3 separate regions of the Mus musculus genome follow, and all the other regions are linked to region 3. Evidence: chromatin contacts called from public HiChIP or PLAC-seq data. All regions are on one chromosome and are shown on one strand. The core of a region is the stretch at or near the end of the contact, and the rest is flanking DNA. Distances in the headings are between cores, read along the strand shown. Region 1 overlaps Fbxw4 (F-box and WD-40 domain protein 4). Region 2 overlaps Btrc (beta-transducin repeat containing protein). Region 3 has its middle 28 kb from the start of Lbx1.

Evidence for each region. HiChIP or PLAC-seq counts read pairs in DNA pulled down with a chosen protein or histone mark.
Region 1: an H3K27ac HiChIP or PLAC-seq map of acute myeloid leukemia shows a contact between it and region 3, with 4 times the contacts expected there. The contact joins two enhancer-like sites. A contact is called at or near these places in 4 of 484 Hi-C or Micro-C datasets (embryonic stem cells, stem cell-derived neural progenitor cells and uterus), 5 of 115 datasets of contacts at active chromatin or transcription factors (acute myeloid leukemia, bone marrow-derived macrophages, embryonic basal ganglia and 2 more) and 2 of 9 other capture datasets (adipose tissue and pancreatic islet).
Region 2: an H3K27ac HiChIP or PLAC-seq map of acute myeloid leukemia shows a contact between it and region 3, with 3 times the contacts expected there. The contact joins two enhancer-like sites. A contact is called at or near these places in 3 of 484 Hi-C or Micro-C datasets (the G1E-ER4 cell line, bone marrow-derived macrophages and embryonic stem cells), 5 of 115 datasets of contacts at active chromatin or transcription factors (acute myeloid leukemia, embryonic basal ganglia, embryonic forebrain and 2 more) and 1 of 9 other capture datasets (embryonic trunk).

What each region holds. Positions count from the first base shown.
Region 1 is chr19:45,583,082-45,586,829 of GRCm38.p6, forward strand. The region is part of intron 6 of Fbxw4 (F-box and WD-40 domain protein 4); the gene reads right to left. Among named protein-coding and RNA genes, the nearest start is that of Dpcd, 24 kb to the left of the region's middle. Within about 2 kb of position 2,255, at least 36 of the 459 cell types and tissues checked have an H3K27ac peak or open chromatin away from gene starts, as enhancers often do. A contact at or near this core is called in acute myeloid leukemia, where this site is marked.
Region 2 is chr19:45,471,438-45,475,619 of GRCm38.p6, forward strand. The region is part of intron 4 of Btrc (beta-transducin repeat containing protein); the gene reads left to right. Among named protein-coding and RNA genes, the nearest start is that of Gm19639, 70 kb to the right of the region's middle. Within about 2 kb of position 1,559, at least 80 of the 459 cell types and tissues checked have an H3K27ac peak or open chromatin away from gene starts, as enhancers often do. A contact at or near this core is called in acute myeloid leukemia, where this site is marked.
Region 3 is chr19:45,207,122-45,211,044 of GRCm38.p6, forward strand. No RefSeq gene overlaps it. Among named protein-coding and RNA genes, the nearest start is that of Lbx1, 28 kb to the right of the region's middle. Within about 2 kb of position 1,785, at least 73 of the 459 cell types and tissues checked have an H3K27ac peak or open chromatin away from gene starts, as enhancers often do. A contact at or near this core is called in acute myeloid leukemia, where this site is marked.

The DNA of each region.
Region 1 (3,748 bases), core at 1,005-3,504, 380 kb after region 3:
TTGAGGCGTGGGATGCCGCCGATGCTGCCCAACAGCCCCGCTTCACTCTCAGCCCTGGCCCACACACCACAGGCCCCTGTACTAGAAACCCTCTGAGGCTCCATGCCACAGTGACATGAGCTTGTGGCTCTCACATTTTCAGCTACTTGTAACATCCTGACGTATGAGCGGGCTCCCTGGAGTCTGTGCATGGGTGCTGTGCTTCTCTTTGGAATCAGGACTCATCTGGCACGTGCTACCTTGAACCGGAACAGTGGTTTTGGGGGAAAGAAGCCTGGCAAGCTGACATCCTCGCTCCAAGGGCAAATGGCCTGAAGGTTACATCAGGCCCAGGATCATTAAAGAAAGTAAAAGGGGCCCTCTTTTTTCTTCCCTTAACAATTAACCGAGCACCTTCTTCTATATGCAAACTATCATGCTTTAACAGAAATTACAGAGATGTGAGCTGCACTATAAAGGACGTACTGTCCCTCTTTTCAGTGAGTATTCTGTTCAACGAGGGAGAGAAGTCTAAATTTATACTCACAAACAGAGAAAAACAACTTTCTATGAGGAAAATCAGCATTTTGGGTGAGGGGAATGAGTGATTCTTTAGTTAGTGATGGGACTGTGACAGGCAATGAGAAGGAAAGTCATTGATGGAGGTGATGAGGCTTGAGTGGGGAGGGCACGCCAGAGTCTCTGGCACCCAGACCACAGGCCTGTGGATACACAGCCCTACCTGCCATAGAGCACCGTGAGGCTTTGGGGCAGAGTAGCAGTCTCAGATCAGCCCTCGGATTATGAATAAAGAAGCCAGAGCTACAGAGAAAATACCTTCAGGTTCACACACCAAGAAAACAGACCAGGAAAGCTGCAACCGCAGCCTGGTAGCCTCGTGAGAGGAGTGGAGATGGCTCTGCAGGCTCGGGTGGCAGATAGCTGCCACCTCTACAGCAGCTCACGTGGCTGAGTCCCTGTGTCTGGGAGGCACTACACACAGTGCTTCATAGACTCGGCTCATGGAGTCCTTAGCATGGGCCTGGGGTCTCCTAACACCACTGTACAGATGAGTAAGCCAAGGCACAGGTTGCCCCTGGTAACCAGAAGTCAAGATCATGGATTCAAGCCTGCCTGCTCTACTGCACTCTCTTGCTGGTGGCCTTCCCACTTTTCTCTCATACACACAGGACCTTAGATATCATCCGTAGTTGGCCTACCCCAGTGGACACAAGGACCAGCTTCAGGCCCTCACTTGTGCTTTGCGGGCCTCTGCACCTCACGAGTGCCTAAGGGTCTGGTCCTCATTGGGAATATGTCCTGAATTTAAAAGAAAAAAAAAAATTCACATGGTTCTTAGAAAGGTACCATGTGGGTACCACGGTGCACTTATAGAAGTTGGGGCAATTTCAAGGACTCAGTTATCTCTTGCCATGTAGGGTCTGAATATCAAACTCAAGTTGTCAGGCTTGATGAAAAGACACTTTCTGCCCACTGAGCACTTGCCCCAGACCCCAAATGTAACAGTGGAGATGTAGGATAAAGAGATGATGCTGAAGGGTTTCGCCCCTGCCACATCAGGTCTGAGGAGAAGACACATGGTATCTGTCACATGTATGTATGTGTGTGAGCATCTGTGTGTGTGAGCATGTATGTATGTGAGCATGTGTGTGTGAGCATGTGTGTGTGTGAGCATATATGTGTGTGAGAGCATGTGTGTGTATGAGCATGTGTGTGTATGAGCATATATGTGTGTGAGCATGTGTGTGTGTGAGCATGTGTGTGTATGAGCATGTATGTATGTGAGCATGTGTGTGTGTAAGCATGTGTGTGTGAGAGCATGTATCCCCTCTCGGCACCCACCAGAGCACACGTGTTCAGACACACTGGCTCAAAGGCCAGGCAGCCAGGCAGCCCACTTTGTACTGCTAACAAGGCGACATAATTACAGGAAAGGGCAGCCGGGCAGATAAAAGGATACAAAATTTCAACATCTGTTGCCATAAAGGGATAAGGAGAAGTGAAACGCAAAGTATCAGTTTGGTGTCAGCAGGCAGAGAGCCAATTTCAAAGAGTTGAGGGGGACAGAGGGGACAAGAAAGCAAAACCAAGGGGGGAGAAAGAAAAAGAAATTACAGGGTTCCTTAAAGAAGTAAAGAAAAGGGAGAATGAAAAAGCTGTCAGTAATACTTTCAAAGGAGAAGGCAGGTACTTTCAAGAGGGGCAGTCCCATAATCACCCTGACTGAAGGCCAGGCCCCTGTACGGGGCGGGGGAGAGGAAGGCCTGGGCAGACAAAGCCACATCTGGGTGGGATGGGGCATGTGTGATGTCCTTAGCATACCAGCCTGGGCTGACCATAGTTTCCATCTCCATCCATGTGACCCTGCCGTTCTGATGTCAGCCCTGTGTTCATATCCTGTGCTCAGCACAAGCTGAAGCCACGTTCCCAGATACCTGGGATTAACCAGGTAGCCCTGGTCAGTAGGCTAGCTCAGGACTCAGTAGAAGAGGCCATGGGGACAGATCAGGGAAAGCTTCATGAGGGGACAGTATTAGTGCTGACCTGGAAGGTCTCCTTAGGCAGAGATTGGTTCCAGTATGGGGCTGCCCTGAGCAAAGCCCAGGTGGGTGGGAAACCCACTCTGCCCGTTCCCTGCAGAGAAGAGATTTAGTGGGTTCCTTCAGTAGAGGAAGAAAAGCATAACAGAGAACAGTGGTGGCCCCGGCCTCAGGGGACAGAGATAAAGGGTTTGTATAGCGACATGTGAATACACACCTGCGAGGTGGACTATCCAGAGAGCTCAATACCTCTCAACAGTGAAGTCAGCAAAAGCCCCTACCTGCTTCCCTCCCTAGCAGTCCCTAGGATTGCTTATGTCCAAGGGCTGGACCCTCTGTGATACCTTCAGGTCTGTAGTCATAGTAGCTTACCTGTCCCTAGCCACAGGGGACCCAGAGTGCTCTGCTCTTAGGGACCAATGCTAAATGCAGCCAGCTCAAATGCCCCCTGGTAGAAAATGCAAGTCCTAAAGCAAAAGCAGAGTCAGTGGTGGAAGGTGATGTCAGGCCACTCTGACCTTCTCCAACCTCCAGTAGCTAGAGATGTGTGCACCCCTGGGGACTAGCCAAGTGCTTTGTTGAAATGCAGACAGAGGACGCAAACTCTAACGTCTCCGGGCTTCAAGCTAAGGGATGGCTTTGCAAAGCACAGTCCCTCAGAGCCTAACAAGACTACCTCAAAGGTTGGATGTCACTAGGAGGTGTTGGCAGTTGAAAATGAATACTGGGCCTGGAGACTATCAGAAATCAAGTTCTGTGCACCTCGAAGCTATGCTGTGAGAAAGATGCCCCATCTTCCTCATTGGAAATCCCCCCTCCTTGGGCTTAACTTTACAGTGCTGTTCCAATAGAGGAAAAGGCTGAAAAGGAGATACCAGGCAACCTCGACCAGCCCCTTCCTCGCCCCTCTTCCCTGCTTGGCTCCTGAGTACCCTGAAAGGGCTGTGCCGTCCCTCTGACCACAGTGGTGGGTACCTGGGAGATGAATGTGGCAACAGCTCTAAAGGGGACACAACTGGTGTCCAGTGGGGTAGCTGTACTTCCTGGGTGTCCCAGCCCCCACCATCACCTCAGGGTAGCTCAGATGCCGAGAGCTACCCTACACCCCAAGTCAGCACACACATAAAAGGAAATTCAGGCTGTGCTCAGGTTTCGGCGGTGACAGGTTAAAAGCAAAGCATCCAGGCAGTGGCACATTCCGCCCAGCC
Region 2 (4,182 bases), core at 309-2,808, 260 kb after region 3:
AGACTGGCCTTGAACTCAAAGATCGGCCTGCCTCTGCCTCTCGAGTACTGAGATTAAAGACAAGCACCACTATGGCTGGCCTCCCTAAGAGTGGGCGTAGTGCTCTGGAGATAGACTGACGCTGACAGCTTGAGCAGAGATCCAGTTATGTTGTGCCACTGTTACTTGGCCAGGCATAGCTGTATATGCCTTTAAGCCCATTGGAAGGCAGAGGCCAGCTTGGTCTACAAAGCAAGTTATAGGACAGCCAGGGCTACATAGAGAAACCCTGTCTCCAAAAACCAAAACCAAAAGAGATGTCACATTTGATTTTGAATGAAAAACTGTTTTTATCTGTCCATATGGCCTAAGTCTTTCATGTATAAATATGTGCTATATCTCTAGATACAAAAATAATATTTCAAATTAAAATCTTCAGAGCTGAAGAGATGGCTCAGTAGTTAAGATCACAGGTTGATCCTGTACAGGATCCAGGTTTAATTCCCAGCACCCACATGGTGGCTTTACAACCATCTGTAACTACAGTTCAGGGGATCCAATTTCATCTTGTGGCCAATATAAACACTGCATGTGCATGGTACACAGGCATTGTTTCTGTTTTTCTTAAAAAAAACATCTTTATTACCATTTAGGATTTTGTTGTTTTGCAATTTTTTCCAAATTTCAGCTTAATCTATTCTTTTTTATTTACTATTAGAGGTAAGACTTTGTTTCTATCATGTGAACTCTATCTTATAAAATTCAAGAAAAGCTATCTTATTTCTTTTGGGTTACTACAACAAAATATAAACAGTAGCTTATAAAAATAATTTTTATATGATTGTGACAATAGATTCAATGTCTACTTAAAAGTTCACATCTTGGTAGACGGAGCCTTGCTATGAGTAGTCTCAGGATGGAAGGAGTGCCAAGCTCTCCTGGATCTTCTGCTAACTGTTCCTGAGGACTCTGTTCTCATACACGAGGTGGTTAGAGGGGAACACAATCAAATTGTTACATAGTAGCAATAATAATTTTTATTCTATTTCCTAAAACATATAGTAATCTCTTAACCCTGCTTTATTAGCTGAAAACATATTACACATAGCCATTGGAATTAGCCATATGAGTAATGTCAGATTTATTTTAAATTATAGCAGCAAAAGGTAGGTTCATCAATTGTGTATTGAGTCCACATCTTAATTTGCTACAAAAATGAGGATTAATGTAAATTAGATTTAAATTTCAGTTCCTTAGTAACAGCTTGCAGGTGCCACTTGGACCCCGGGTGGGGACTGGGTGGAGAAAGTGTGCTTTCACGCTTGTGCACGCTGCTCTCGCTTTCGTCACAAGTGGGTTCCTGCTGCTAAACAAGGCAAAGGCAAAGTCTTAACATGAGCACCAACCCAAAGACAGGGCGACAATTTAATGAGTTTCCTTGAGAGCTGGCCAACTGAGCATCTGTTCCTTTTGTTTTTCTCTACTTGGTAAGCCAGTGTTTCTGAACTCCTTAGCCGCGTTGCTGTGTGTCTCTACCGTGTGGGGGTGGGGTTGTTTCTTTTTCTACCCTCTACTTGAGTAGTGCAGTTAGAAATCTTCTGGCATCTGGCACAGTGGTGTAATTTCTTCCGTGCTCTTGAGTGAGGAAATGTTTGCTCATTGCTGCTCATCATGTCTGTCTCCTTGCTCCCAGATGGTGACCTTCTCCTCCCATTCCTGCCTGTCTTAACATTATTCTGACACCTATTTTCTCTCATTGTCCCCTTAACCACTCTAATTGAATAATGATTTCTATAATTTCCAGTTGGAACACAACCAACTTCCTGCTTCTCCTTATTGGCCCACATCCTGTCTTCTAGTTCATTGCTTCAGATTTGAGACAGATTGTCAGATAAAAATACATAACTGAAAAAAATGTTTACCACAGTACAATAGCATGGCCCCAATGAGAGTTGTCCTCTCTCCCTGCTAAACATGCTCTGTCTGTCTCGTGATTTCATGCTGTCTCTCTGGGCCTCAGTTACTGCTTGACCCTTGAAAGAAATGACTCAAAGTTATGTTTGTGGATCTTTAAACATTTTTTATTTCTTTTTCCTCACCTTTACTTCTTAGTAATGGTTTGTCTGCTACTGATTCAGATTGTGCTCCAGTGTGGCCTGCAGGTCCATATTTTGGTTTAGGTATAAGTACTAATTATAGCCTTTTTATTAAATATTGCTTGTTTGCATTTTACAGAAGGTATTGGTTCTTCTCAAAAGCAGAAACGAACCTTATTTTGTATATAGCTCTCCTCTGTTGGGTACTCTAGTTTTGCAGTTTCCGTATGGAAAGGGCACTCCCCTTAATTTGCTATAAAATGTAAGAAAGCACAGCTGTTTCATAAGTTACCTTCACAGCAGTCTCCTGAATCTTAGCTTGCCGGAAAAAGGGTCAAGAAAATATTTAAAACTAAAAGTGGGGAGTGCTCCGGATAATATTTGAAGCCATGAAGTGTCTTGTATATAGTTTACTTTTTCTGTCTGTCTGTCTGTTTGTCTCGGGTAACCCTGGCTGTGCGAACCATTCTGGCCTTGAACCCACAGAAACCCACCTGTGCTGGGATTAGAGGGGTGCCCCACCGTGCCTAGCTCGTTGAGTTTAGAGCCTTCTGTCTGCTCACAGTGCTGGAGTTAGGACACTCGTCTGGAGATGATGAGCTCTGTATTTATTGTAGCTTTAAATGGACAGTCATTACTGTCAACTCAGTCTCTCAAATCTATAATCACATCGTACCTAATTGTCAACCTTCATGTTTTTTAATTATGAAAGAAAACTAAGAACATTAATTTTTATGTTATCTTTCTATTGACTTTATTGATGTACCACAGAAAATTTTGGTTTGAGGCTTTTCCATAATTTACCTTTATATCCCACACCCGTTCCATAAACATGTATAGTTAAAATTGAGTTGTTCAAATACTTCTACCTTGATTCCTGGCCTAGACAGGGGTAGTTCTGTCTTTGTTTGGAATAAGCCCATTCGGTGGTCTTGTATACATTCTGTATCTGTTGTTGTTGTTGTTGTTATTTTGTTATTACTGGCTTTTATTTGAGATAATAATCTGTTTGAAACCGAGACAGAAAAATGTGATGTTCCTTCCCACTCACTCCAGATTTTGATAGAAGACTTGTTTTATTTATTTCCAAAATTATATCCGCAGGAAACAAGCTGTTTAAATTCAGATTATGCTGAAGCAAAATGGTCCTGGTATGAGAAGCAACGTGCTGTTTTACGAGCACAGAGTCCCTTTTCTCATAACTGATTGATAGTAAATATTTTCCTGAAGAATTATTGCCAACCATGAACAGTGCAACTGTTTCACTTTTTTTCCGTGCTACTTGCTGTACCAGCCATTGTCGGTAATTAAGATCTACAATTCACAGTGCAGACGTTTGCACTTCCTCTGGGTCTGTGCTATTTATAAGGCATTTCAGCTGTTCACAGTTTCTTCTGAGTTTTAAACTACATGTTAACAGGCTTCTCTAATATACTGTTCCACAAGAGCAAGTCTTCATGGAGGCCCTTCTGACAGACCTTAGCTTAGCTTTGTGGTGGACACAGCAAGGTGTAATTGTATCATCAGGGCCAGTGTGATTGGGGAATCTCAGAAGTATAATACTGTGTAAAGAAGCCAGGAATGAAATTCAGGACTCACCTGTTTGTTACCACAGTTTTCAGAAATACACAATAAAGCGACTTATTGGTTAGAGTGTATACTTGTCAAGCTAATGTGGAATACACTCACTCTGCTTGTGTATGACTTTTTGTCTCAAAAGATTTGAAACAAAACAGATTAACAGATTGATAACACATTTGTTGTATAACAGAAGCCTGAAGTAGTACATACCATTGATAAAGCAAGTGTCCACAGAGATCTTAGTCTGTGTTAAAATTGATCAAATTCAAATCAAGTTCAAAAGAGAATTGATTTTCAAAAGTCCAGACCCATCCAAGAATCTTCATGAACGATCTCCCAGTCTCCAGTCACTGTGCAGGCGTGTTGCTACAGGCACTAGTTAGTTGTTAAACATACAGGAGGAAGAAACAAGAAACTGAAAGCTGTCAACAAAACATGTTTAAAACTTTGCCTGGAGTGGAGCTCAGCCTGCTTGTTCTTAAGCCTGGAGTTGAGCGGCATTGATTGTGCACACAGGCCTCCAGCA
Region 3 (3,923 bases), core at 535-3,034:
CACAGTATTAAGCTGACTAACACAAAAAGTTATTTCAAAATGGAATGTACTAGAAGTCCCCAAAGGCCATAGAACTAAAGCAAATGAAGACCAACAATGAGAAGCTCGCATTGGCGCTGTACGGCCAGGCTTGCACCGCTGAAGTATGACTTTCCTTCACTGCTGCCTCTCCAGAGTCCATACTTCAGGGCTCAGAGCTGGAAGTGTGTGGTCAGGTGCCCAACCTGACGCTTAGCGGTCGTGGGTTAGCGGTCGTGGGTTAGCGGTCGTGGGTTAGCGGTCGTGGGAGCTCTTCTGAACTCAAAAGGACGGTTTTCTCATTTTTAGAGAACATTCCTCCGTTTGTGGTGGGAAGTGAAGGGCAAGCCTGGTTGCCATGGTGCTGAGGTCAGGGGATAACATGTGAGGGTCCTGGGGATCCAACTCACCAGCCTGATTTTCTCACTTCTAAGGGTTTTAGAACAGCTACAGAAAGCAAAGCAATGCTTTGATTTTTGGTTTTATGGTTTTTTTTTTGTTTGTTTTTGTTTTTCTTTTCGAAGAGATTGAGGGAGATTTCAGCCAACCGGTGCAGGCCTTTATTTCCAGCACTTGGGAGGCAGAAGCAGGCAGATCTCTGAGTTCAAGCCAGCCTGGTCTACAAAGCATGTCTCAGGACAGTCAGGACGGTCTCACCCAGCATGGGCTCTGCCTTGGCTCCTTCTCTAGCACAGGCTGCAGGCCAGTGTTCTCCCCCCAACCCCCACTTCCTTCCTCCCTCGCCCTGGCCAACCGACCTCCAAACTCACCTTCTCAGAGGACATAACTTTTGTGACATTCTGGTGGCTTTCTGTCCCTGTCTTTTGAGATGCATCTCGAGATGATGTTCCCAGCTGCTCAGTGTCCTACCGTAGGGAGGGGGGGGGCACATGTGTGACGAGAGGGAGACTTCAGAGCAAAAACCCTAGTTTATGACTGCTGTGTTCCTGGCTCTGAGCCCCTAGAACAGCCTCCTACCCTGTGACTGGGAGTCTCTCCTGACCCGATTTCCTTTCCGTAGACACTCCTCTCTGGTTCTGCTTCTTGCAAGCCGCCGTTTCCCTCCTAACCCAGAGCTTATTTCCTTAATTAATGTATCTCACACTCCAAGAATGTCGGGGGTGGGGTCCCCGGGGCAGCGCCGGTCTTCCTTTCTGTTCTTCACCTACTACTGGAAAGCCCTCCCTCTCTGGCTTCAGGCCATCAGCTCGGCCCTGATAGTCCCTCAATGCTCACGTGTCTTCTTATCCACTTACCTCCTACCGGCTGTCCCTCGGCTCAGGATGGGGTTTGGGTTTCCCTTCCGCAGAGTAGGAAGATGTGGTGACCGTCTAAGCAGAGAAGCCTTGCGTTCCGCCTCTCCGCCCCATGACCCTGGTTGGCTGAAGTTGGCTTTTCTGTGCCTCTCTATCAGCATCTCCCCGACCCCCCAGGGTGACGAACTTACCCTTGTAGGCTAAACCCCCAGCCTCTGCTTTTCCTGACTGTCTTCGTGTTGAATCCTGCCTGCGGGAGACCCCTCCGGCTCCCCGACTGGGAGGTGTTCTATTACACAGCAAAGTGCGGTTTAAGTAGCTGTAAGGAAATGTGACAGAAAAGTCTGTCGGGGTTCAGTCAGACTTGCCAAAACTTGGTGTAACTTTTGGAAGTTGTCAGTGTGCCTCCTAAGGAAACCTGATCTGATGGAAGCCGGAGGAGTCGGGGACGGTCAGGTAAGAGGCCGGAAGCATTGTGGAGGAGGGGCAGACAGAGTTCAGCACCCACCCCCGCGTCATAGCCTAAGAAGACCCTGGGGGTTGGGAACCGGAGACTTCTTTCTCCGAGTGCTACCAGACAAAGGCAGACGAAGCAGTAGGATTCCTCCAAGTTTTACTCTGGGGGTCATGGGGCAGACCATGCTGGTGTGGGGTAGGCTTAGAAGTAAATTAAAGCTGGGCATGGTGGCGCACGCCTTTAATCCCAGCGCTCAGGAGGCAGAGGCAGGTGGATTTCTGAGTTCGAGGCCAGCCTGGTCTACAAAGTGAGTTCCAGGACAGCCAGGGCTATACAGAGAAACCCTGTCTCGAAAAACAACAACAACAACAAAACAAAACAAAAAGAAGTAAATTAAAATAAGACAAGATTCCCTCCCATGAGTCTTTTAGCCTGAGGTCAGGGACATCTAGACCCTGGAAGGAAAGGCCTTCCCTCTTAGAGACCAGAAGTTGGAAATTCCTGAAGAACAAAGACCAAAGCCTCTGCCAGGTGGGGCTCAGAATAGCTAACAAGTGTCCCAACAGAGAGCCTGACAGATAGTGACACCTTTAGTCACTCCACTCAGGAGGCAGAGGCAAGTGGATCTCTGTGAGTTCAAGGCCAGCCTAGATTGCAGAGTGAGTTTCAGGCCAGCCAGGACTACACAGAGTCACCCTGTCTCAGAAAAACAAAAACAAAAGAAACAAAAAGAGAACCTTAGCAGAGGCTAAAGATGTTCCTTGCTTGACTGGGAGAGTGCTGGCCTAGCTGTGTGAAGCCTGGACTCCCAGGTTCGGTGCCCAGCATTAATAAACTGCGTGTGTGGTGACGCGTATTTGTAAGCCCGACACTTGGAGGTATAGGTGGAAGGACCAGAATTTCAAGGTGTCTTCCTTGGCTACACAGCCAGCTTGAGATCAGCCTGGAAAACATTAGACCCTGCCTCAAACAAAACACTCAACAGGCTCAAACCGGAAGTGTCGAAACCGATCTTCCCAGGTTACACAGACTTTCTGAGAATCTCCCAGCTTCCGTCCTGGCCCAGTCAGGGCTCGGTCTGCCTTCCTTCCATGGGCAGTGTACCCGCCCGGGTGTGCCAGCCTTACCCAAGCCAGCCTCCAGCCCTGACATGATCTCTCTGGTCTCAGCAAGCCGAGCTACCCGAGGCTTCAATTAGGCGCCACTTCAAAAGCTTTCTGAAGCAGGTGAGAGATAATATGTAAACAAGAGCCTCCATGAGTCATTGGCCCTTCCTATCCACCCGGTGGCTCCTCTGCCAGTCTCTGAAGAACCAGCCTGGGTTGTCTCCCAGAGCAGATGCTATCCTGGGGCCAAGGCCTGTCCAGGCTCCTCTGCCACCACTACTGCCTGCATCTTCTTCAGCATACGCCCAATGTCAACCAAGCCCTGACTCACACGTGTAACTCTTAACCCTCCAGCCAACCTCAGGAGTCCGGCTGAGCTTATCTTAATCTGGCACACTTCTTCCCCAGCTCTTCCTGTACCTTCTAGAACCTCCACCTGTGCACAGACACACCACACACCACAGACACACACCACACACATACACACACATAGACACACATCCACTGCACACCACACACACTACAGATTCTGAGGCTTGAAATTTCTCACTGGGTAAAGAACTGACTGCCCAGGCGAGTCAATGGTGCTCAGATTCCCAGCGCCCATGTAAATGCCGAGTGGGTGCAGTGCTCTGCCCATGACCCCACACTCAGAAGGTGGAAATCAAGAACCTCTGAAGCAAGCTGACTAGGTAGAGCATCCCAGTGGTCAAGCTCTGGGTTCACCTAGGTGACCCTGCTTCAATCTATAAGGTGGAGGGCAGTGGAGGAAGATACCTAACATCAGCCTCAGGCCTCAGAAAATGCATGTATACCCACACACATGTGAGCATGCACACATGTGTGCATTCATACCACACACATACATGTGCACGTGTGCAAATAAGTAAATAACCCAAGATCAAAAACCTAAGAGTACATATTGGACCCCATGCTGACTAGAGCTGAATTGCATAGACTGGGTGAGGAAAAATCCTTGGTTGAAGGTTCAGTGGTAGAGAAATAAAAAAGGAAAAAGTTGGTCAGGCCTGGTGGTGCACACCTGTAATCCCAGGTCCTTTGGAGGTTGAGGCAGGAGGATTGCAT